2 separate regions of the Mus musculus genome follow, and region 2 is linked to region 1. The links are chromatin contacts, called in public HiChIP or PLAC-seq maps. All regions are on one chromosome and are shown on one strand. Each heading gives the region's core, a stretch centred on a gene start, on an enhancer-like site or on the middle of the called end of the contact. The rest is flanking DNA. Distances are from core to core; before and after follow the strand shown. Region 1 holds the start of Ankrd52 (ankyrin repeat domain 52). Region 2 overlaps Rnf41 (ring finger protein 41).

What was found. HiChIP or PLAC-seq counts read pairs in DNA pulled down with a chosen protein or histone mark.
Region 2: a contact with region 1 is called in an H3K4me3 HiChIP or PLAC-seq map of microglia, with 5 times the contacts expected there. The contact joins the enhancer-like site here to the promoter of Ankrd52 in region 1. A contact is called at or near these places in 6 of 39 promoter capture datasets (the HPC-7 cell line, embryonic stem cells, frontonasal cranial neural crest and 3 more), 3 of 15 datasets of contacts at CTCF or cohesin (CD8 T cells, the NIH/3T3 cell line and large pre-B cells), 39 of 484 Hi-C or Micro-C datasets (the AML12 cell line, B cells, CD8 T cells and 20 more), 45 of 115 datasets of contacts at active chromatin or transcription factors (the 230-238 cell line, CD8 T cells, the HPC-7 cell line and 28 more) and 3 of 9 other capture datasets (adipose tissue, liver and pancreatic islet).

The regions. Positions count from the first base shown.
Region 1 is chr10:128,375,338-128,380,654 of GRCm38.p6, forward strand. It overlaps Ankrd52 (ankyrin repeat domain 52), which reads left to right and starts at 1,787. Exons shown (of 28, transcript NM_172790.2): 1 at 1,787-1,912; 2 at 2,232-2,315; 3 at 2,751-2,829; 4 at 3,016-3,086; 5 at 4,044-4,244; 6 at 5,244-5,317. The coding sequence starts at 1,886.
Region 2 is chr10:128,436,588-128,441,283 of GRCm38.p6, forward strand. Rnf41 (ring finger protein 41) reads left to right here. Exons shown (of 7, transcript NM_001164237.1): 5 at 1-16; 6 at 721-824; 7 at 1,496-4,696. The coding sequence ends at 1,847. Among named protein-coding and RNA genes, the nearest start is that of n-TScga2, 20 kb to the right of the region's middle. Within about 2 kb of position 2,549, at least 47 of the 459 cell types and tissues checked have an H3K27ac peak or open chromatin away from gene starts, as enhancers often do. A contact at or near this core is called in B cells, CD8 T cells, the HPC-7 cell line and 9 more, where this site is marked.

The DNA of each region.
Region 1 (5,317 bases), core at 537-3,036:
TGTTTTGTCTTTTGTTTTTTGTTTTTTGGTTTTCGAGACAGGGTTTCTCTGTATAGCTCTGGCTGTCCTAGAACTCACTTTGTAGACCAGGCTGGCCTCGAACTCAGAAATCCGCCTGCCTCTGCCTCCCAAGTGTTGGGATTAAAGGCGTGTGCCACCACGCCCAGCACAACAAGCACTTTTAACTGCTGAGCTATTTTTCCAACCTCTCTCCCAAATTTATTATTATATATATTTTTTTTTCTTTTTTTTCTAAGTACACTGTAGCTGTCTTCAGACACACCAGAAGAGGTCGTCAGATCTCACTACAGATGGTTGTGAGCCACCATGTGGTTGCTGGAATTTGAACTCAGGACCTTTGGAAGAGCAGTCAGTGTCAGTGCTCTTACCTGCTGAGCCATCTCTCCAGCCCTTATTATTATATATTATTATTGTTGTTGTTGTTGTTGTTTGGCGGTGAGATTTGAGACAGAGTGATTTCTTTTCAATTTAACTTATAAACTACTTTTTTTTTTTTTAAATCTCACGTATGAATGTTTTACCCACCAAAAATTTCTGCAGTTGGAGTTACAATCCGCTATTAGTTGCTAAGTGGCTGCTGGGGATTAAACTTGGGCCCTTTGGAAGAGTGGTCAATGCTCGTTAACTAGCTGAACCACCTGCCCAGGCCCAACACTTTCTTGTTGGCTAATGGATATAGGCAGACCCGGTCCACTGTGGGTAGTACCATCCCTAGTCAGGTGGCCCTAAATTAGATAAGAGATCTGGTTAAGCTTGAGCCTGGGTTCATTCCTCCCTGGGTTCTTCGTTCAAGTTCAAGTCTGAGTTTCTGCCCTAAGTTTTCTCAAAGATGGACTAAACCCTTTCCTTCTTTTAGTTGGTTTGGTCATTGTTATCGTAGCAACACAAAGGAACTGGGGCTCATGATGTAGCCAGGACAGTTCTTGAATACACAATCCTCCTGCTTCAGGTTCCAGAGCGCAGGAATCTTATAAATGATTCACACCTGGCTCTAAAGCATCTTTTATAAATTGTACCCATCTATCAGTCTCCACTTTTCTTTCTCCCTCGGCCAACTGTCCCTGATTGGCTGCCTCTTTTGACCTCTCCAATGGGTGAGGGGGAGTTCCTCTCTACTGCCTTTTTACCGGGAGAAACAGTTACTACCCTAATCTGGCAGGGTAATTATGGAGTTGCTGTTGGGCTTAGAGGCCTTTCTTCAGCTGCCAAGTGTCCAGCTCTTCACGGAGGCTTCCTGAAGCAGGAGTCTTTTGAGATTTTTCTGCAGCTTAGCAATCTTGCTATTTTCTTTCTACCCAGTGGAGACTGGTTCTGGGGCCATCTATAAGTCTCGGGTCGCCACACTCCGAGTTTCCACTATCTCTGGGGTACTTGGGGGTGTGAGTACGGTCGGAGGCGTCCGCTCTACCGGAGCATTGTGGGCTGGGTGAGCTCTCGCCCGCTGTTTGGTCCTGGGCTCGGGAGTCACTGGGGGAGCGAGACCCGACTCCGTGCCATGGGCCTGCGAGAGACCCCTCGGGCCGCCCGACTGCAACGGAGGGCACAGCGCGGTCCGCTGGCGGAGCTGCGGAACCCGCGCGCGGGGTAGGGGGAGCCCGGGCCGCCCTGGCCGTCCTGGCGCGGGGCGAGGGCGCCGAGGCCTGGGCAGCCTGCGCGGACAGCGAGCACCCCGAGGCCCGGCCAAGGCTCGCCGCCAGGGAGCGCTGCGGGCTCCCGCTCGCCCGCCCCCCGGTAGGCGGGGCCGCCCTCTCCCCGCAGCCGCCGCCGCAGCCGCCGCCTGGGCCGCCCCGTGTCCCCGGTGGAGCCGCCGCCGCCGCTGCCGCCGCTGCCGCGAGCTCGATGCGGACGGAGCCTGGGCCGGGCCATGGGGATCCTCAGCATCACGGACCAGGTCAGCCCTCCCACCCTTCCCCACTTCCTCTTCCCAGGCCCCGGCACCGCCGCCACGCGAGCCCGGGGATGTGCGGCCTAGGCTGGGCCCGAGCCCGGGGTTCCCGCGGCTCCCGCCGCGCCCCACGCCGTGCTCCACTCCGTGGAGCGGGTGTCCTTGGGGGCCTGGCGACCGGTGGGGGCACGGCGGGAATCCGCTGCAGCCAGGACCCCTGTAGCGGAGCCCCTCCAGCGACGCCCCCCTCCAACCTGTGTGCTCCCCCACCTCCTGGTAACGCCGTGGCTCGGGCCCGCTCCCTGAAAGCTGGTTCTCCCTGCAGCCGCCCCTGGTCCAGGCCATCTTTAGCCGAGATGTGGAGGAAGTGCGTTCCCTCCTCTCGCAGAAGGAGAACATCAATGTACTGGTGAGTTGGGAGCAGGGAGGATGGCGAGCCGGAATCCGGAGGGGTTCGGGACCCCTCCCCACAAGTGGGGCGGCTCCGTTTCTCCTCTGCTCTGATGAAACTGCAGCTCTTTCTACCCAGAAATGGGAGCCTGCTCCGCATTTAAGGTTGGTCAGGCATGGAGCACCGATCATGGGTTCTGGGGATGCCCAGAAAACCCTGTCCCCTTCTCAACCATCGGGGTCTGCAGCGCCCCCACCCCTCCGGGAAGGAGTAGGTTTCTTGGTCGGTAGCCCTGACTCCACCCTCCCAGGATGCTGGCTTTTGAAGCCCGATATTGGGATTTAAGACCCTGCAGAAGAACCTAGAGGAAGGGAAGGGCTTGGAGTTCTCATACTAGAACTGGCGTTCAGGATAATTTCTCTCTACAGCTGCTTCTCTTTTCTGCCTTTCCAGGACCAAGAGAGGCGAACCCCATTGCATGCTGCTGCCTACGTAGGCGATGTCCCCATCCTCCAGTTGCTACTGATGTCAGGTGAAAGTGGGGAGCTGGGAGGTGCGGCATCTAGGGAGGGGAGAAGTCTTTTTAGATCCGAGGATTGATTGCTGGTGCTTGGTACAAGAATGGCTTTCTGTCCGTTCAGGTTCCCCACTCTGATTATTGGTTTCCTTCCCTCCCCCTCCTCAAATCCCAACAAAATAGCAAATTGTGTCCACACAGGTGCTAACGTCAACGCTAAGGACACACTGTGGCTGACCCCTCTTCATCGTGCCGCTGCCTCCCGAAACGAGGTACAGACCCTACCTCATTTCTCCCTTTCAAAAAGGATGGGCTGAGGGCTAGAGAAACTCAGTTCTCTGCCCTACAGACTCTTCTGCCCCACACAGGGAGGAGACCAGAGTTTGGCTTCTCCTTCCTGCCCCTAGAACTGGCTGGGGGGGGGGGGGCTGAGTGCTGCCAGCTGATGTGACGTCAGGGAGAGAGCTTAACACTGGGCTGGCAGACTGCGGGGGCCCTGCTGCCAGGCCTGAGTGACTCATCCCTCCCTGGGGGCCACCTTAAGTCTGATCCCCCTCTGGGCACTGAGATTTCTCTCCTTGTGATGGGGTGGGGAGTAGCAATTCTGTGTCCTTGCCCCTCGAGCAACATTTAAGTTGACTGCCTAAGGGCCCAAACTCATATGGAGTCCTGTACAATGGTGTTATCAACCCTGAAGAGGAAGGGAAGGCCTCTTTGATCTCCCATCACTTCCTTGGCTCCAGCTCCCAGGGGGAGAGAGCTTAAGGCCAGTGGGAATGGTGTGGGACATGTTTAACGGGAACATTGAATTTCGAAGGGGATCCAGTTATGCTTGTTTATTGGGGTTATATGATTTTGGTGTCTGTGGAAGGGCTAAGGGAAAGGATGTTTTTGCCATTAATACAGTGGGAGCCATTTGTTTTTCCTGGAATTAGGCTTGGGGTGTGTGGATTTGCCCAGGGTGGGTGTGAGTGGAGATTTTCGGGGACCTAAGTTGGAGGGTGGTAGATGCTAAGTGGCATGGGGAAGAGATCCCTGTTTTCCTCAGCAAAACAAAGATGTTTAAGCTCCAACAACCTCAGGTCTGGAGAGGCTAGGTGTGTAAAGGAAAGGAAGAGATACCATGCTAGGAAGATGGATGACTAGTCACCATACCAGCCCCTTCCTTCTGTCCTCTTATGTCACTTCCTGCTCCCCTCTGTCTTCTCTTGTCCCTTGCTCCACCACAGAAGGTGCTGGGGCTGCTGTTGGCACACTCAGCGGATGTGAATGCCCGGGACAAGCTGTGGCAGACACCACTGCATGTGGCTGCTGCCAACCGGGCCACCAAGTGTGCAGAGGCTCTGGCACCCCTGTTGAGCAGTCTCAATGTGGCTGACAGGAGCGGGCGCAGCGCTCTACACCATGCAGTACACAGTGGGCATCTTGAGGTGAGGAGCATTGCAGTCTAGACACAGTCTTCTCTCTGTTCCTTCTCACCCATAACTTACGTGCTTCCAGACCCAATGGGCAGGAGTGGCTCAGATAGTTATTTAGATACTGGGGCCCTGCCCCAGAGGAATGATTGTGTTAACCAGAGGGTTTTGTTGGGGGGGGGGGGATGTTTGTTTTTGAGATAGAGTCTCACTATGCATGCTTGTCTGGCCTGGAGCTTGCTATGTAGACAGCCTTGAACTTGAACTCACTGAGATCCCCCTGCCTCTGCTTTCTGAGTGCTCAGGTTAAAGGTACGCTAGCATCCACAGCTTATATTGAGTTTTTATTGATTTATTTTATATTTATTTTAAGCAGTGTGTTACAGGTGCTTGGTAAAGGCTGTGTCACTGAGCTACACTTTGAACCCATAGATTGAAATTCTTTTGTTCTAGTGTTGGCAATGGTAGGCAAGCGATAGACTGTTCACCTGTATACATTTTACCTTAAATAGCCTTGAACTTACTTTGTAGCCCAATTAATCCTGATAGTTGTCCTGCCCAAGTGACACTGTTATAGACTCATAAGATTTTGAGAGTCTGCAAACACCTGAAGAAACCCTTGAATTTCTTTTATCCGGTGGCATCTTGTTGGTGTCTGACCACAGTTCTGGTTCTCCAGATTGTTCTGCTCAAGAACAGAGGTATAGCCGGGCGGTGGTGGCGCACGCCTTTAATCCCAGCGCTTGGGAGGCAGAGGCAGGCGGATTTCTGAGTTCGAGGCCAGCCTGGTCTACAGAGTGAGTTCCAGGACAGCCAGGGCTACATAGAGAAACCCTGTCTCGAAAAAACAAACAAACAAACAAAAGAACAGAGGTATCAGCTGTCACCCTCAATGTTGCAAACACAAAGGGGGAAGATTCTGAGTGCACCTCTCTTTTCAGGAGGTCAGAGGCATCTGTACTTTGGTAGGTTGAGGGCATGAACCTGTTCCGTGTCTTTTATATCCTCATATAGACAGTGAACCTGCTCCTGAATAAGGGAGCCAGCCTGAATGTCTGCGATAAAAAGGAACGGCAGCCGCTGCACTG
Region 2 (4,696 bases), core at 1,299-3,798, 62 kb after region 1:
CCAGCTGGCAGAGCAGGTGGGGCCTGGGAAATGAGGGGGGCATGTTCTCCTGGTAAGGGATCTCCTGCCAGTGCCAGACACCACAGCCTGTGTCCTGCTCTGTCGGCAGTTCAGTAGGGAACCCGTTGGACCTGTCTGCCCTCACTTCCCTCATGTCCTTCACCCATTCAGTCACCTGACATATGGACTGCCTTCTCTTTTTTTTTTTTAATTTTTAAAGATTTATTTATTATTTATATGTAAGTACACTGTATCTGTCTTCAGACACACCAGTAGAGGGGTCAGATGTCATTACAGATGGTTGTAAGCCACCATGTGGTTGCTGGGATTTGAACTCAGGACCTTCATAAGAACAGTCAGTGCTCTTAATCGCTGAGCCATCTCTCCAGCCCCGGACTGCCTTCTCTTGTTTGTTTGTTTGTTTTTTTGTTTGTTTTTTCAAGACAGGGTTTCTCTGTATAGTCTTGGCTGTCTTGGAACTCACTCTGCAGTCCAATCTGGCCTTGAATTCAGAAATCCACCTGCCTCTGCCTCCCAAGTACTGGGATTAAAGGCGTGCGCCACCACTGCCCAGCGTGGAGTGCTGTCTTCATGAAGCCATTTTGCTGTCTTTCTCCTGTCTTCCTGAAGAAGCTTGTAGTGTGCTGTTCCTCAGATCTCTCATTCTCAGGCCTACTGTTTGGCTAAAGTGTCCTCTCCGGTTCTCTTTCCACCCCACAGAAGCGAGACATTCAGCTGCTGAAGGCGTATATGCGAGCCATCCGCAGTGTCAACCCCAACCTTCAGAACCTGGAGGAGACAATCGAATACAATGAGATCCTCGAGTGAGTGTCACTTGGTGTGGAGTCAGGGGTAGGGGGCAGGGCCAGAGAGAAGAGCAAGAGAGACCCTCACTCCAACCCAGGCTTGTTGTTCACTGGGGTGGATGGCGGGGAGTCCTGGCTGAAGATGGAGTTTGTCCAGAACTACCTGGGGACCACCATGCACCTAGCATGTACTGAGAGCTTAGGGGTACTCAGGAGCAAACGGGGGTAGCTTAGCACGCGGAGGAGAGGGCAGAGTGTACATCCAGGAAAGTCTGTAAAATCCAGCAAGACCAAGCAAGTGAACAAGGGAAGTGTAAGACCACGTAAGACCCTGTCCATTTGGAGGCCTGTGTAGTTGGTAGACCAGACGGTAAGTGTGGAGTGGAGAGGAATAGGCCCGAGGACCACAGTGTAGAAGACATTTCTTCCTTCAGGACAGTCTGGCAGTTGCTGTGTGGTAGGCACCATGCATGCATTGAGACTTGAAAGAATAACAGCCTAGACTCAGGGATTGAGGATGGTGAGTGATGTGATGTGAACAGCAGGCCCAACTAGAGGAGAATTTGGGTTTTCTGGACCAATGCTAGTAAGAAAGTCAGGTGGCCTGCAGAGTGGAGGTCATCTCTGAGGAGAAAAAGCCAAAGCAGAGAAAGGCAGGAGCTGGCGTGACCATCCCAACCCCTCCACAGGTGGGTGAACTCCCTGCAGCCGGCAAGGGTGACCCGCTGGGGGGGCATGATCTCCACTCCTGATGCTGTGCTCCAGGCTGTCATCAAGCGCTCCCTCGTGGAAAGTGGCTGCCCGGCCTCCATCGTCAACGAGCTGATTGAAAATGCCCATGAACGCAGCTGGCCCCAGGGTCTGGCCACACTAGAGACAAGACAGATGAACCGGCGCTACTATGAGAACTACGTGGCCAAGCGCATCCCTGGCAAGCAGGCTGTAGTGGTGATGGCCTGTGAGAACCAGCACATGGGGGACGACATGGTGCAGGAGCCAGGGCTCGTCATGATATTTGCGCATGGTGTGGAGGAGATATAAGAGCGTAACTGGCTGTCAGGAAGAGGTAGAGTTGGAAAACCCATTGCTCCAGCAGCTGAGCCCTGACTTCTCCCACAGCCCTTATGCCGCGGCTTGTACCTGAGCCACGTACTCCCTGCTTCTGGCATGAAGGACTTTGGGGCACTTAGCTCAGCCTTTCAGCGGAGAACCCAGATTCCTGCCTTTTGCTATATTCTTTCCCCCACAATGTCTGTAAATTTTCAGTCAGGGTGGAGAAATCCCCACTTCTGTATTTTCCTGACTAAGATCCCCTGGTTCCCAAATATTTTCAGAAAGCACAAAGAAATTTGTTTTCCCTAGAGGATCAGGGTAGAGTGAGGCATTTCTAATTGTCTATCTCTTCCAAAACCAGGGAGTCCCAGCAGGCAGGAGTCCCAGCAGGCAGGCTTGCTGAAGTCACGCAGCATTGAGAGCTGCTCTGAGGAGCCAGCACCTGGCAGAAGGGCTGAGGGTGTGGCCCAAACCCTCTAACCAGTGAGGCCAAAGCCTGGTCCTCACGCGCATCCCTGTCCAGGCCGCTGTGAAGGTGCAGGCCTTGATGGGTGCGCAGGGTGGCCCCTGTGAGGGTGCACAGGGTGGGTTGTTGAAATGTTGCTGAACTCTTTCCTACACGTTTCATAATTAGGAAGGGAAGGAAGGGGTGGGCGTGAGAGCACTGGTGTTCGTACACTCAGCAGGAAGCTGCTGTCTGGCTCTGCTGATCCAGAACGGCACTGCCTCAAGAGGGTGTCTGTGTTGCCTCGGTGGCCCCTCTTCAGCCCTGTGATTGCAGTTAGCTTGATTTCCTTTGGTGTTGTTTGTTTATATTTCCAAGTCACAAACCCCATCTGTTACCCAGTCTTGTTTTCATAGGATGGACTGGCTGTGTCTCTCTGATCTAGCCCAGCCACATTGTTGGCAATTTAATTTATTTACTTTTTTTTTTTTTAAGAAAGGAGAAAAGAAAAAACATCAAGAAAACTTAAAACCTTTCTTATGCCCTTTCTTTGGCTGTTCCTATTGTGGGATTTGGGTAGGGTGGGGCTGGTAAGGTCTGTTTCATGTGTTTCCTTTTCAGCATGAGCTCTGGTCTGATACCTGCTCTGACCCTCCCCTCCATCACCCTGCAGGAGCTTTGGCTGTGGCAGTCCAGCGTTGATGCCTGTGACCCATGAAGAAATTTGTTCCCTGCCCCTTTAGGTCTCCTTGTGAAACCCTAGAATTAACTGGCTGGCACATGTGTTTTGAAGGTGACTCTTCCATGTTTCCTGAGGAAACTTCCTGTTTATCTGGGTTCTAACCTTCACCAGCCAAGTGGGATATAAATCAGATGTCTCCAAAGCCAGGCTGACTACACTGGCTCAGTCAAGTCCACCCAAGGACTTGGGGTCCATTCAAGGCTCTCTGGGTGGCTGCTGGGTCCCCCATGGTGGCTAGTAGAGTGAGCAAGGAGAAAGAGTGGTGTGATTATTTTAAAAGCGTAGGTGGGAGTGTGATTGGAGAGGTCAGAGGGCCCCCCTTCACCATACTCTAGCTTCTCTCTGGGAGTTCCACTTCAGGCTAGCCTGCTGTTGGTCTCACTGGTTGAGTCGTGTGCCTCCTGTGGGGTTGGGATAGAAGGATATAGCTTGAGGACCGTAAGAAAAAGTTGGGTGTTCCAGCTCCAGGACATTGTGCTCAGGAGTTTGAAAAAGGCTGCTATACTCAGTCGGGTTACTGGGTTTCTTGTTCCTCTTTGTGCCTGCCTGCCTTGCCCAAGCTCACTCTGTCTATTCCTTACTCTGAGATGAATGATGGAGGAGGCTGAAGTTTGCTTGCCCTTTGCACCAGTATCTGCAGCTCTTCCATTGTGCTGTGTGCTGTACATGGTGTTCACTGCACTAATAAATCTCTCACTCAACTCTAAATTCTTAGTCACCCCCCTTATGAAGGATTCTTCCTAGCTTGGTAATGCACCTTCCACTGACCTCTGCCTTGAGAGACCGTCTGTCTGGAAACTGCATACACTTCACACGCTTCACGTTCTGTGCTCTACTGCTCTCGTAAGCCTAACTGCATTCTCTTCAGAGTGTCCCTTTAGCCGGAATTCTGTTTTCCTAAATGTCCTGCATTCGGAGGATGCTACCGAAGACTTTAGCACCTCTTTCCAGCGAGTGGGGAGCTTCTGCCCTCTAGGGGCTCCTGATATTAATGTAGGGAGGAAACCTGAAACAGCTCTCCTGCTGTTCAGACCTTGACAAGGACTTTCCTGGCTAGGGAGATGGCTAGGGAGAGGTAAGAGCTCTAACTGCACGTGAGGATGTGAGTTCAAATTCCCAGCACCTGCATAAAAAGCTGAGCATGGTCAAGAGATAACTCCCTCGTTGTGTGGGGCAGAGGTAGAGGGCTTACTGGAGCTTGCTGGTCCCTATTTGAGCTCCAAGTTCAGTGACTGACAGTGTCTCAAAGAATGAAGCCAGGTATGGTGGAACATGCCTTTAATCCCAGTACTTTGGAGCCAGCAGACAGATCTCAGTGAGGGGCCTGCAAGTTTAAAGGAATATGGCATAGTAATAAAACAGGACACCCAACATCCTCTTCCAAACACCTTGAAAGCATGAGTATGCACAATGCACATACATGTCCACCATGCTCACACATTTTTGCTGAACACTTTTTGTTACTATCTTATTCCTCCTATGAGAAACCATGTGTGTGTGTGTGTGTGTGTGTGCATGTGTGACTTAAGATATTTATGTATATTAATGTTTTGCCTGTATTTCTGTCTGTGTGCCACATGTATGTCTGTTGCCCACAGAGTCTAGAAAAGAGCACTGGGTCTCCTAGAACTGGAGTCACAGAAGGTTGTG